Regions from separate parts of the Bos taurus genome. Here region 1 is linked to region 2. The links are chromatin contacts, called in public Hi-C maps. All regions are on one chromosome and are shown on one strand. Each heading gives the region's core, a stretch centred on a gene start, on an enhancer-like site or on the middle of the called end of the contact. The rest is flanking DNA. Distances are from core to core; before and after follow the strand shown. Region 1 has its middle 160 kb from the start of CHIC2. Region 2 has its middle 110 kb from the start of LNX1.

Region 1 (5,952 bases), core at 3,104-5,603, 200 kb after region 2:
TACAGCACTTACCACCACTGAGAATTATCTTATGTATTTTGTTATTATCTCTCTTCCCACAAAATACTGAGCACAAAGGTCTTGTCTGGCTTTTCACTGCTGTGTCCCAAGTGCCTGAAACAGTGCCAGCTCATGGTAGGTGCTCAACGCTTAAATATTTGTTGAGTGAATTGAACATGAATGAATAACCACTGTGTTTCTTCTACTTTCCTTCCAATTTTTCTTTGATGAGCATGGATTTCGTTTATCATAATCATAACATTTATTCTCTTAAAAGAAAACATCTACCTACCTGAATTCAAACTCTACTCTAATTACAAAATCTAATTAGTGTTGGCTCATACAGGTTCTGGAAGATGGGAGATTTGTTTTACTTATTTGTGTGTCCTCAGCATCCAACAGAGAGCCTGGCGCAAAGTGGACTCTCAAGGAATGGGTGACTGTGTATTGATTACGTGCCTGATGCTGTGCTCGTCATTTCCCTATTCATGATCTTTCCTGTCGCATCATCATAACAGTCCCATTGTAGTTGGATTATAACCCACATTTTACAGATGAAAAAACTGAGTCTTAGTAACTTCAAGTTTCAAAACTTGCTAGTTAGAGGCAGAACGAGTGTTTGAATCCAGGTCTGGATCCTCTTATTGCTGCACCTTCCAGTCTCCCAAATTCCCATAAGACAAATTAACTCAGCAAAAGTTTTGTCTCTTAGGAGAGGAAATGAAATCAATGGTGGGTTTTTTCCCCTATAATCTACATGCTCTAATTTTAGCCAGATTGCCAGTATATCCAGGACAGGGCCAGGCACAGAACAGGTGTTCAATGAATACTGGTTGGCTGCTTGGTTGGCTGCTTGGTTGGGAGGGAGGGCTTCTCTGAAGACCATCAAGAGTAGAAAGGCCAATGGTCCTTCCCCTTATGAGATGGATGACCATGGCACTGTGGAGTCAGAGAATCGGCTTCCTGCCTCTTTGAGAAATCCCGCTGGCATCACAAATGCCTTTCCTTGACAGAGGAGCATTCCACCATATCTGTAGGCATCTCAGCATTTCTTCCTGGCATTAGTAGAAATGGACCCTAAAGGAGTCAGGTCAAAGTCCTCGTTCTCACAGGGTTTGCATTCCCACTAGCCCCTGGATGGTTTCACGCTGTGACCTGCTGGGGAGAGAAGAGGGAGGGAAGGGACAGAGAAACACTGGAATATGGGGTGAAAACTCCCTCTCTCCCATGACTGTATTTGCCTAGATCCCTGAGATAGGTTCAAGGTGTGGGAGGAGGTAGGTGGTCAATAAGCTTTTATGTGATGCCTGTAAAAACCACAAGTTTGCTCTCCTTAGTAAAAGGCATCTCATTTGAAGTGCTGTGGAAATTCATCTTTCAACCACCCATTTTCTCTGCAGGTCTGAGCTGGAAGGGATCATATCTGTTTTATTCAACTGCTGTGCAACCAGCTCCACCACAGTGCCTGGGCACACAGGAGGCATGCAATCATATTTGTTAATTTATACATTTGATACATATTAATTGAATGTAGGTCAACAGTACTTTATTTGTAGTTCCAAAGTCCAAGAAACTCTGAAAACCAAAAGATTTTCTGACGTTGACAGTAAGTTCCTTTGACAGGGACTCCTGACCTAAACAGGAATGAGGCTACTTAAAGTCTTCATCGATTTCCTTTAATGTGAACACTCATATATTCTGCACCTTTCCCTGCAGACCTGCAAATGTGTCTGATGATAGGAGGCTGCCCCAGAGTCTTGGGGGTGTTACATAACCTAAGTGGATCCTATGACCTTCCTAAAATGTGAAAATTCCAAATTCCAAAAATACTTGGACCCCACAGGTTTCAGATAAGAGGTCTGGGATGTGCCTCTGCGTGGGTATGTATCAGGCATTGTTGAAGGGACTGAGAATATCATGATGGGTGGAAGAAAATCAAAGTCTTCACTCTCACAGAGTTTACTTTCCCACTAGCTAGGCAATAACGGGGAAGCAAACAAATGAGGTCATTTTTGAGGGAGATAAATGTGCTGAAGAAACTCTGTCAGGAGGATGGGATGGAGACGTGATGGGCATCAGAGAACTCCTTACTATGGAGACTTACATGAAGAGAAGGAAGCAGCCATGAGATCAGATCAGGTACCAACACAGATGTATTCTTAGCATAGGGACCATCAGGCCACACCCATTCTTACCTCAGGACCTCTGCACTTGCCCTCTCTGCTGCCAGGAAGAAGCAAGCCACTTAACTTTTGTTTTCTTGCCTGTGTTTTGCTCACGGTTGCACATATCTACAAAGCGAGCTTCCCTATAGTTCAGATGGTAAAGAATCTGTCTTCAATGCAGGAAACATGGGATCAATCCCTGGGTCAGGAAGATCCCCTGGAAAAATGGCAACCCACTCTGGTATTCTTGCCTGGGAAAACCCATGGACAGAGGAGCCTGGCAGGCTACAGTTCATGGGTTACAAAGAGTGGGACACAACTGAGCGACTAAGAACTCTACTACATAAAGTGACAGGGTTGGCACAAGAACCAAGGCTTTATGATTTAAAGTCACATATGCAGTGAAAATGGACCCATCTTGAGAAGAGGTTTGGGGGTCTAGGTAGAAGTTCTCTATGAACAATAACATGCCACAATAGCTCATATGACAGCACAGAGATCTCTCACTCCTGGCACTGAACACTCAGACCCAGGCAGCATCTCCCTGAGCCAGGAATGTGGACATTCCACAGAAAGCCTGGGGCCTGGCTAGTGTGTCTGCTGAATTGCTCCTTCCAAGTCCTGCACTCTCTCCACATGGGGCTTAAGTCTCCACAGATAAACAAACATGGCCTGGGCACCCCAAGAACCCTCAGCATTGTTCTCCAGCAATGGTGATGTAGATACAAAATACTCCTTCCTGGGAACCAACACCCAACTCACCCCAGACCATGTCTCCCCAGTCAAAGGGATTGCTAGTGAGTGTCCAGTCTTGAATTCTTGCATTGTTATTGTTGCTGCTATTGTTGCTTTTCCCTTGGTCTTCTTGCTTAAGAGAAGGTAGGGACTATTTTAGGGGAAATGCTTCCGCCTGGAACTAATGTGCCTTTGTTATGGACAGATTCTGAGTGGAGGCCTACCATACACCCAGTGATAAAAATGGGCAAAGGCCAGGCAGGATGCAGGAGAGCATGACCAATCACCAAGGAGGGGTTTATGGGCTTGTCCGTTTTATTGTACCATAACATCCCTCTTTTCAGCTTTAGATGTCAGCAGCTGGTGACAAGCTTAATGGCTGATGAGTGGGGGAGACAGTCATGGATCCCACAGCTTAGCTCTCCCCCAGACTGGGATGGCCCACCCTTCCCTGGCCCGCTTCTTGAACCCAAGTGAGCAAATCAGAGAACATCGGGTAAGCCTCAACAGCAACACCCAGCAAAGCTGCTAGGTCCTCCTGGCTGAGTAAGATTTTAATTTCCCCCATTTCGAAGAGCTGTTAATCTAAGGACAGAGAGGGTTTAATAGCATAATGGGAACTGTTGCAAGAATGGCTAAAACATTAAGTTCTCCTTCGTCTTTGATAATTTTGCATCAGCCTCTGCCAGGGTGGAGATTGTGTCCTAATAAGACCTGTCTTGTGCCTGGAGAGGACTTGTCAGTGTCTCTTTGTGCTTCTGAGCACCCTTGCCTGATACTCCTTTCGCTCTGATGAGTTAGAAATGTCTCAGCATAGGAGCTGCCACTCATGAAAGATTCCCCAGTTTACAAAATATTTTCATATGCAATGTCTCACAAAAAGCTCTGAAAAATAAACCACTAATACCCTTGTAAAGAGCCTTACTCAGTTTGCAAAACAGTCTCTGGGCCCTCCTTTTAAATGACTGCAGTTCCCCACTTTTTCTGTCATTGTTGACTTAAATTCAAAGTCAAGCTAACAAATCTGTTTTGTCAGACGGGGAGCTGGCCGCTAATGGTTCAGAGCGGCTCCGTGCACAGCTCACTCCGTTCCCCTATGCCCAGAAGAAGCGCTGTCTTCCCGAGAAGTGAGCAGCTTTGTGCTTCCATTTATTTATTTTACGTGAAATGGCTTAAGCCGGTCTGTGGAAAATGTCCTTGAACACTGGGACCTCAGGGCCAGGAGAGATTCCTAGACTAGCTCTAAATCAGTCCATTCCAACTAAACAGTCGTTATACTTTATAGCTGCCGGCTTGCCCTTTATTATTTTGGACTATCAAGCAGGACCTGGAAAAGTGGTACATCTAGTTGCCAGCGCAGAGTAGCAGCTGGCAGCCAAGTCCTGCTGCTTCAGTGTCGCAGGCGGCAGTTGCAGGGGAAATACGGTAACGCACTGGTCTACGACAGCACTTCCGGGAAGAGCCACTGGGTTGCCGCCTTTGGGACGCTATTAGCAAGCACGTGGCAGCCCTGCCCTAGTCCCGACTGCTGGTGATTGAAATGTGTTCAAACTGTGGTCAGAGAAGAAGTGTAGGGAGGAAAAGCGGAGAGAGAAGGCTTTAATCACGATGCTTGCTCTTTTCTTTGAATATCTCCAGAGACAGTTTGCCAAACACCAGCTTGTTACTCAAATGAGGGAAAAGAATACTCTTTAGTTTCTGTTTGCGTTTTGTTTCATGAATTAACACGGTAAACCGTCCTTTTTCTTAATCTTACCCCTCACGGCTCATCTCTACTGCCAAATGATCCCATCCTTGAGAAACATCTTCAGTAAGTAGAGTGCTATGTAAAAGCAAACAAATTCGTGTTCAGTATTTCATTCACATTGCCAATAAAGAAACTTACAAGGATATTATAAAGAAACTCACAAGGGTATTACAAGGAAACATCCAGTAGTTTTTGAAGCAAATGTAGTTTTTCTTGTTAATAAACAGAGATTTCCTCCCTCTAGCCTGCCTGTTTTGGACACACAGACTAAGAATTTGGACACACAGACTAAGAATTTGGACACAAAGACTAAAAATTTGTATTTTCTAAAGAAAGCACTTTAAATTCAGTATTATTTTTCTCTTAAGTAGCACTCATTTGAACGATGTGCTCTATAATCAATCCCCATAGAATTCTCTTTAATTTGTCCCTTTTCTTTTTCCTCATTGGATAATAATTTTTCAGAATAAAACTTTTTGGTGTCAATATTTTCAAAATATTTCAACACATTAACCATTCCTAACCAGACTGCTGTGGAGCTCTATACAACTAGTTACTAAAGATCTGAATTCTAGATGCCAGCTCTGTGTATCTGAATGAAAGCACTCGTGTAAATGAAGCATTCTGACCACCATAGGGCTAAAAATTCCCTGCTTGTGTCTGACTGATTCTAGACACCTGGGCATAAGCCATTGCAAATGCTCCCTCAGAGACACTTAGCAGAAAGAAAACAACTAAACAGATCTGTTTCCTGACTTTGTTCTTTGATGGGTATTTTCTTACCCTTAAATATACTTTACCCCTGATAATTTAGAGGTCTATGTCTGGTGAGAGGTATCATGGATGAGAAGAGGTCATCCTTTTGACATTCCTTTTGTTAAGGTGACATCCTTGGCTTGATGAGACAGGAACTGGCAACAGCATCTTTGCAGGGCGTTCAAAGAGTAATGGAAAAAGTTCCCTGGGACCCATTCCCCAACCGCTCCATTTGCACTGATAATGAATTTATCTTACTGTGTTTTCCAAATGACCCATCAAAACACAAGTTCCTTAGGAGCACAATGGAGCTGAATATCTGTCCTGGGAAGCTTCTTGGGAAATGAAGGATCCAAAGTTGCTGGAACTGTTCTTAAAATTTAAGAACAAAGTGACAGGGTGGGGACTGCAAACTCCATTTCCTTGAACTAGAATCTGCAATTAAATCTTCCCTTCCCCACCAGAACACATCTTTCCTATGCACCTTGATGCCTCGTTGTGTATACAACATATGTACAGACACAGTAGATGATTAATTGATGCATTGAG
Region 2 (5,855 bases), core at 2,268-4,767:
GTGTATGTGAATATTTAGCTCATATTTTATTGACAGTTGTACTCCGGTTGTGAGAGGGTCTTACGTTTCTCAGGTTGAAGATCCCCAAACCAAGTCTCTGGCTAAGAACTAGCAGGTGTGCCAGTCTGCAGGAGAGAGGGAGGGAAGCATGTGGGGAGCTAGGAGGAACCCTACATTGGAAAGGTCCACACTCAGACCAAGGGGCCAGAGCCAGGCCGTGGAGGTCCAGCAGGGGACTGATATAACCTGGGAAACCCTGGCATTCAGAGGAATTTAGTTCATATCCAGATCTTACTTCCCTGTAGCTCAAATGGTAAAGAATCTGCCTGTGATGCAGGAGACGAGGGTTTGATCCTGGGTTGGGAACTTCCTCTGGAGAAGGGAATGGCAATCCACTCCAGTATTCTTGCCTAGAGAATTCCATGGACAGAGAAGCCTGACGAGCTACAGTCCATGGGGTTGCAGAGCTGGACACGACTGAGCGACTAACACACACACACACCAGATCTCTGGCAGCCTCTGTGCAGCTGGCTGCTTCCAGGGTTGCTCTAGGCTCACCCCAGGTCTGAGGCAGCCCTAAGACTGAGTCAAAGCCTTAGTTTATATCTAGAAAAAAGCCCTATCTCTCTGGGTTCCCAAAGCTTTATTCTTTATTCATATTATTCATCTGTCTATCCGTCCATCCATCCACCCAGCCCAGAAAAGTTTTCTCGAGCATCTGTTATGTGCTGCTGCTGCTGCTGCTAAGTCGCTTCAGTCGTGTCCGACTCTGTGCGACCCCATAGACAGCAGCCCACCAGGCTCCCCTGTCCCTGGGATTCTCCAGGCAAGAACACTGGAGTGGGTTGCCATTTCCTTCTCCAATGCATGAAGGTGAAAAGTGAAAGTGAAGTTGCTCAGTCGTGTCCGACTCTTAGTGACCCCATGGACTTCAGCCCACCAGGCTCCTCTGTCCATGGGATTTTCCAGGCAAGAGTACTGGAGTGGGGTGCCATTGCCTTCTCCCCGCTATGTGCTAATTCCAGATAAACAGAGATAAGTAATCCATACAACATGATCAATAGAATTCACACTGCTGTACGTTATACATGAAAGTTAAGAGAGTAAATACTAAGAGTTCTCATCACAAGGATATTTTTTTCTTTTTTTGTGTGTGTCTATGTGAGATGATGAATGTTCTCTAAGCTTATTGTGATAATCATTTCATGACATGTAAGTCAAATCATTATGCTGTATACCTTAACCTTATACAGTGCCGTATGTCAATTATTTCTCAATAAAACTAGAAGAAAAAGAAAGAAAAGGAACAAAATATCTTATCAACTCCTGAACCCAAGAATAAAGTCTGGTATGTCCATACAATGGAATACTACTCAGCAAGCAAAAGAAATGAAATATTAATATGTTAAACAATATAGAAGAATCTTAAAATCATGATTAGTGAAAAAGTCCAGATAAATCTTCTCTCAAGAAGAAAGTTTTTTAATTGTATATTAATGAGATGGTAAAATGCATCTATATCTATCATGGCAATCATTTCACAATATATGGAAATCAAATCATCACATTTTGCATCTTAAACTTATGCAATAATATATGCCAATTATTTCCCAATAAAATTGGAAGAAAAAAAAGTAATGGAATACAATCTTCCCTTCTGGGAGTTCAAGTTCTGATGGAGGAGGTAGAAAGGAAACAGTGGTGGAGCACAATGCTAAGGGGACTGATTCCCAGGTGGCGCTAGTGGTAAAGAACCCATCTGCCAACGCAGGAGATGTGAGACGCGGGTTCAATCCCTGGGTCAGGAAGATCCCATGGAGGAGGGCATGGAAACCTTCTCCAGTATTCTTGCCTGGAGAATCCCACGGACAGAGGAGCCTGGTGGGCTACAATCCATAGGGAGGCAAAGAGTCAGACACGACTGAAGTGGCTTAGCACACACACAGACATCATCACAGGCTACGAAGCACAGGGTGGAGCCTTGAGTCGATCTGTGCAGGAGGTGCTGGGGTGTGTGTGTGTGTGTACACCCACCTGTATCCATACACAGGGAGGTAGGGTGAGGTTGCATGGGGGCTTCCAAGAGGAGATTGCTGGGGACACTTACTTCTGTCTCTTGATGCTTCCTTCCATGTGGACACCTCCAGCACAGCACAGCTCCTGGACTCTTGCCACCACTTTATTCATCTCCCCAGGGGGAGAGGAATGACTTATCTGATCTGTGAGTCCAGGAGAGGGAACTGGGAGAATGAGTCAGTCATTCTTTGGCGGGGATCATTCCTTCTGCTCCCCTGTGCCGTAAACTTTACAGAGCCAGGCTTTTGCGGGGAACATACTCTTTGTAATCTTCCCGGCAAGAGCCTGGGAAGAACGTTCAGTACAGAGGGAGAGATTAAAATGCCACTTGGCTAATATAATTAAAGCCATACTCACCAAGCCAGCTTGTATCAGCACTGTCATTTTGATCTCCATTTGCTTCATTGGATTCTCTCAATCCCCAACACAGATGATGCTTACTTAAGGTCTGGGCAGACATGTAGACAGGTGCAGAGTGGGGGATGTGTCACTTAGCCTGGGCTGAAGGAAATCTTCACTCCACATGCTCAATGAGACCAGAATCACCCTGAGCCCTGTAGACAAAGGAGACAAATTTTCAGGGACTCTCTTTGCCTCATCCCTTACTACAGAGCTTCCTGATTCAGGATGAAAGAAGCAAATCTGAACTGTCCTTTTTAAGAGTCTTTAATGGTCAGAAAAAGGTCACAAATGGTCTTCGGTTCAAACCTGGAACTCACACTGATTGTCCCAGATTAGACTCTTGGGAGAGCAGCCTGCCTTACTTTCAGTCTGCCTTTATTTTGAAAGGGCCCCCGTTTGCAAATGTGTTTTGGCTCATTTTTTGGAAACACCTTTGCCCTGTTGTTTCTTGTGCTTGTTGACTTCCTGTGGAGCTAAACTTGGAATCACAGTTGTTCCTAGAAACAAACGCTGTATTAATCCATGCACCTCTTGGGAAGCCCATCAGGATTGCTGACCCCCTTTTCCCAGATGACAAGTTACCGAGATGCAAGGTGGCAGACCCAAAAAGCATTGGCAAAACCCTGAAGGGTCCCACTCATATACCTGTTAGGATTTTCACATCAGGCAATGCTATTTCCTCATTGATTTTGTCAGCTCAACTGGTGGTAGCTGAAAGGTTTTGGCTTCAAACCTTTCTCCCTAGGTTTGAAACCAAAAGCTTCAGCGTCACTAACAGCCCAGTAGAGGGAGCCGTGTTAAACAATTTACTGAAGTCGAATGTAAAATACTTGACATTAGCCAAACAGGTGGTCCCTGTGTGTATTTTGGAAGCTCCATTTATCAATAGGTGGTTACCTAGTCAAAAGCTCAGAGCAAGAGCAAAACTTCTGCAAGGTGGTATCTTGGGGTTTGTGGGCTGCCCTGGATTGTGCAGCTTGCTTCCATCAGCAAAACTTGGTTTTGGCTCAGTGTGACAGTTGCCACAATTTGACAGGCTCACAGATTCCAGAGCAGGGCCTGGCTCCAGCACAGTGAGGGAAATGGGCGATTGTGCTGACCTTGCACTCACACACACAGTCAGGGCTGCTCATGTTCATGGTCTCTGAAGATAGATTCTATGTCAGAGAAACCTACAACTTAGGGAGCTTGCTAGCGACTACCTTTGAGGGCAGTGGATGGGAAGGGAAGACAGTGATTGGAGGATCTCACAGAATGTTTGGAGCTGGTATTCACTTAACCCATTAGCTCATTGTACAGACTCGGACTTGGCTAAGTTCAAATCCAGGGCGGCCCTCAATAAAGACTTTTATTGAGCAAACCTCTAACAGCAAGACTATTGTGAAATTGGAAAATATCAAGCAGAAGCAATATATGTGTGCACGTGTTTGGGTTTATGTAAGAATAGGAATTACCAAAATTGATTGCAACACTTGAAAGATAACAATGGCAAAGACAGGAAAGCTGGCAAAACCAGCATCTTTGAGGACTGATCGTATTTTAAATAAACACATCTGTTGGGAAATAAGGAAACAAAATGATACACAGAGAGACTGGACCATGTGTACTAGTTTTCTGGAGCTGCTGTAACAAAAATCCCACAGATTAGGTGGTTTAAAAAAAATGGAAATTTATTGCCTGCAGCTCTGGCGGTGGGGAGTCAAAGAACTGGCAGGCTTGGTTTCCTCAGAGGTCTCCCTCCTTGGCTCACAGGTGGCCACCCTCTCGCTGCCTCTTCCCATGGTTGTCCACCTGTGTACTACCACCTCTGGTCTATGTCTTTCCCTATAAGGGCACCGTCATGTCATTAGAACCCACTCCAATGTCCTCATTCTAACTAAATGCCTCTTTAAAGAACTTATCATGACACTCAGAGATACTGGGGGTTGGGACTTCCATGCATTAATTTTAGGGTGGCATCGTTAATCCCCTAACACCATGAATGTCTATGATAGAGAAATTGTACTGATTACTGTAGATAATGCTAGTTATTATAGCAGATAAGTCCTGAAGTTTTAGGGCTTAACACAATAAAAATAATTATTTTCATTCAAGTCCAAGTTTGTTTCAGTTAGAGGCTGTGGGGCAGCTGGACAAACGGTAGGCATTCAGGGATCTAGTAACCATCTTCAACACCTGCAAAGGACACTTTGGACAAAGAAGATAGAAGGAAAGTGTGTAGACCATACAGCTCTACTGGTCTTAACCCAGGAGTGATACATCATTTACACTTACAGTCCATCAGCCAGAGTTAGTCCTCACACCCCTGCCTGGATGCAAGGGCCTTGGAGATGCAGTTTGTGTCTAAACCCAAGAGAGAAGTGGTTTGGGTGACCATCCAGTCAGTCTCTGCCATGGGAATGAAGCAAGTGAGTCTCAAGTCTAAAGATGGGTCAGTTGTTCTGGGGACTGGCAACCGGGTACTGGAGAGAGAGTCTAGCACACAGAACTGAGGTAGTGAGGGATGCTTCGAGATTCCCAAAGCCAAGCTGCATCTTAGTCTTCAGAGGTGCTTCCCAACCTATTCATCTCCCAGTACCTGTGGAAAATGATCATTTGTGTTCTATGTGTGAGATACGAATGAGGCTATTCAAGGCCAGGGGTGGGAGTTCCAGGGCTCTAACCTCTCCAGGGGGCCACGTGACCACCGTGAAGGCTGAGGAGGAACATATACTGACGACCTGTTTGCAACATAGTTGTGAGCTGCCGCTCAGGGCGCAAAGTTGTGGTCCAGAGAACGAAGCAGGTGACGTACACCAGGAGTGTATTCTGTGATGATCAAAACCTACTGCTGCCATCATGGGCTACGACCCACAAGAAGGGAACCAGGACTATAAAAACCTGGGGAAGCAGAATTGTCGTGAAGGCTCTGAGGATGCTCAGGTGCTGGGACCACAGACTTTGCCCTTATCTGGAAGCCGCATTCAGAATGGGAGAGTCCCTCCTGGCGAGCAGGATTAGCAAGTTGGACTATCAATTATGTTATATTTGTAGCCAAAATATGAAAGGAACTCATAAGGCCCAGTAGCATGAGAACAATCCAATTTAAAAGTGGTCAGAGGAACTACATAGAGACTTTCCTAAAGAAGACAAATGGCTAATGAGTACACGAAATGGGGCTCAACATCACTAATCAGGGAAATGCAAGTCAAACCCACAACTAGTTATCTCCTCACAACTGTTAGATTGCTGCTAAGTTACTTCATTCGTGTCCGACTCTGTGCAACCCCATAGATGGCAGCCCACCAGGCTCCCCCGTCCCTGGGATTCTCCAGGCAAGAACGCTGGAGTGGGTTGCCATTTCCTTCTCCAATGCAGGAAAGTGAAAAGTGAAAGTG

Evidence for each region. Hi-C and Micro-C count contacts between places; a contact is called where the count stands out from the background.
Region 1: a Hi-C map of liver shows a contact between it and region 2, with 2.1 times the contacts expected there. The contact joins two enhancer-like sites. A contact is called at or near these places in 2 of 11 Hi-C or Micro-C datasets (liver and skeletal muscle).

The regions. Positions count from the first base shown.
Region 1 is chr6:69,435,113-69,441,064 of ARS-UCD2.0, forward strand. No RefSeq gene overlaps it. Among named protein-coding and RNA genes, the nearest start is that of CHIC2, 160 kb to the right of the region's middle. Within about 2 kb of position 4,354, at least 40 of the 102 cell types and tissues checked have an H3K27ac peak or open chromatin away from gene starts, as enhancers often do. A contact at or near this core is called in liver, where this site is marked.
Region 2 is chr6:69,240,699-69,246,553 of ARS-UCD2.0, forward strand. No RefSeq gene overlaps it. Among named protein-coding and RNA genes, the nearest start is that of LNX1, 110 kb to the left of the region's middle. Within about 2 kb of position 3,518, at least 6 of the 102 cell types and tissues checked have an H3K27ac peak or open chromatin away from gene starts, as enhancers often do. A contact at or near this core is called in liver, where this site is marked.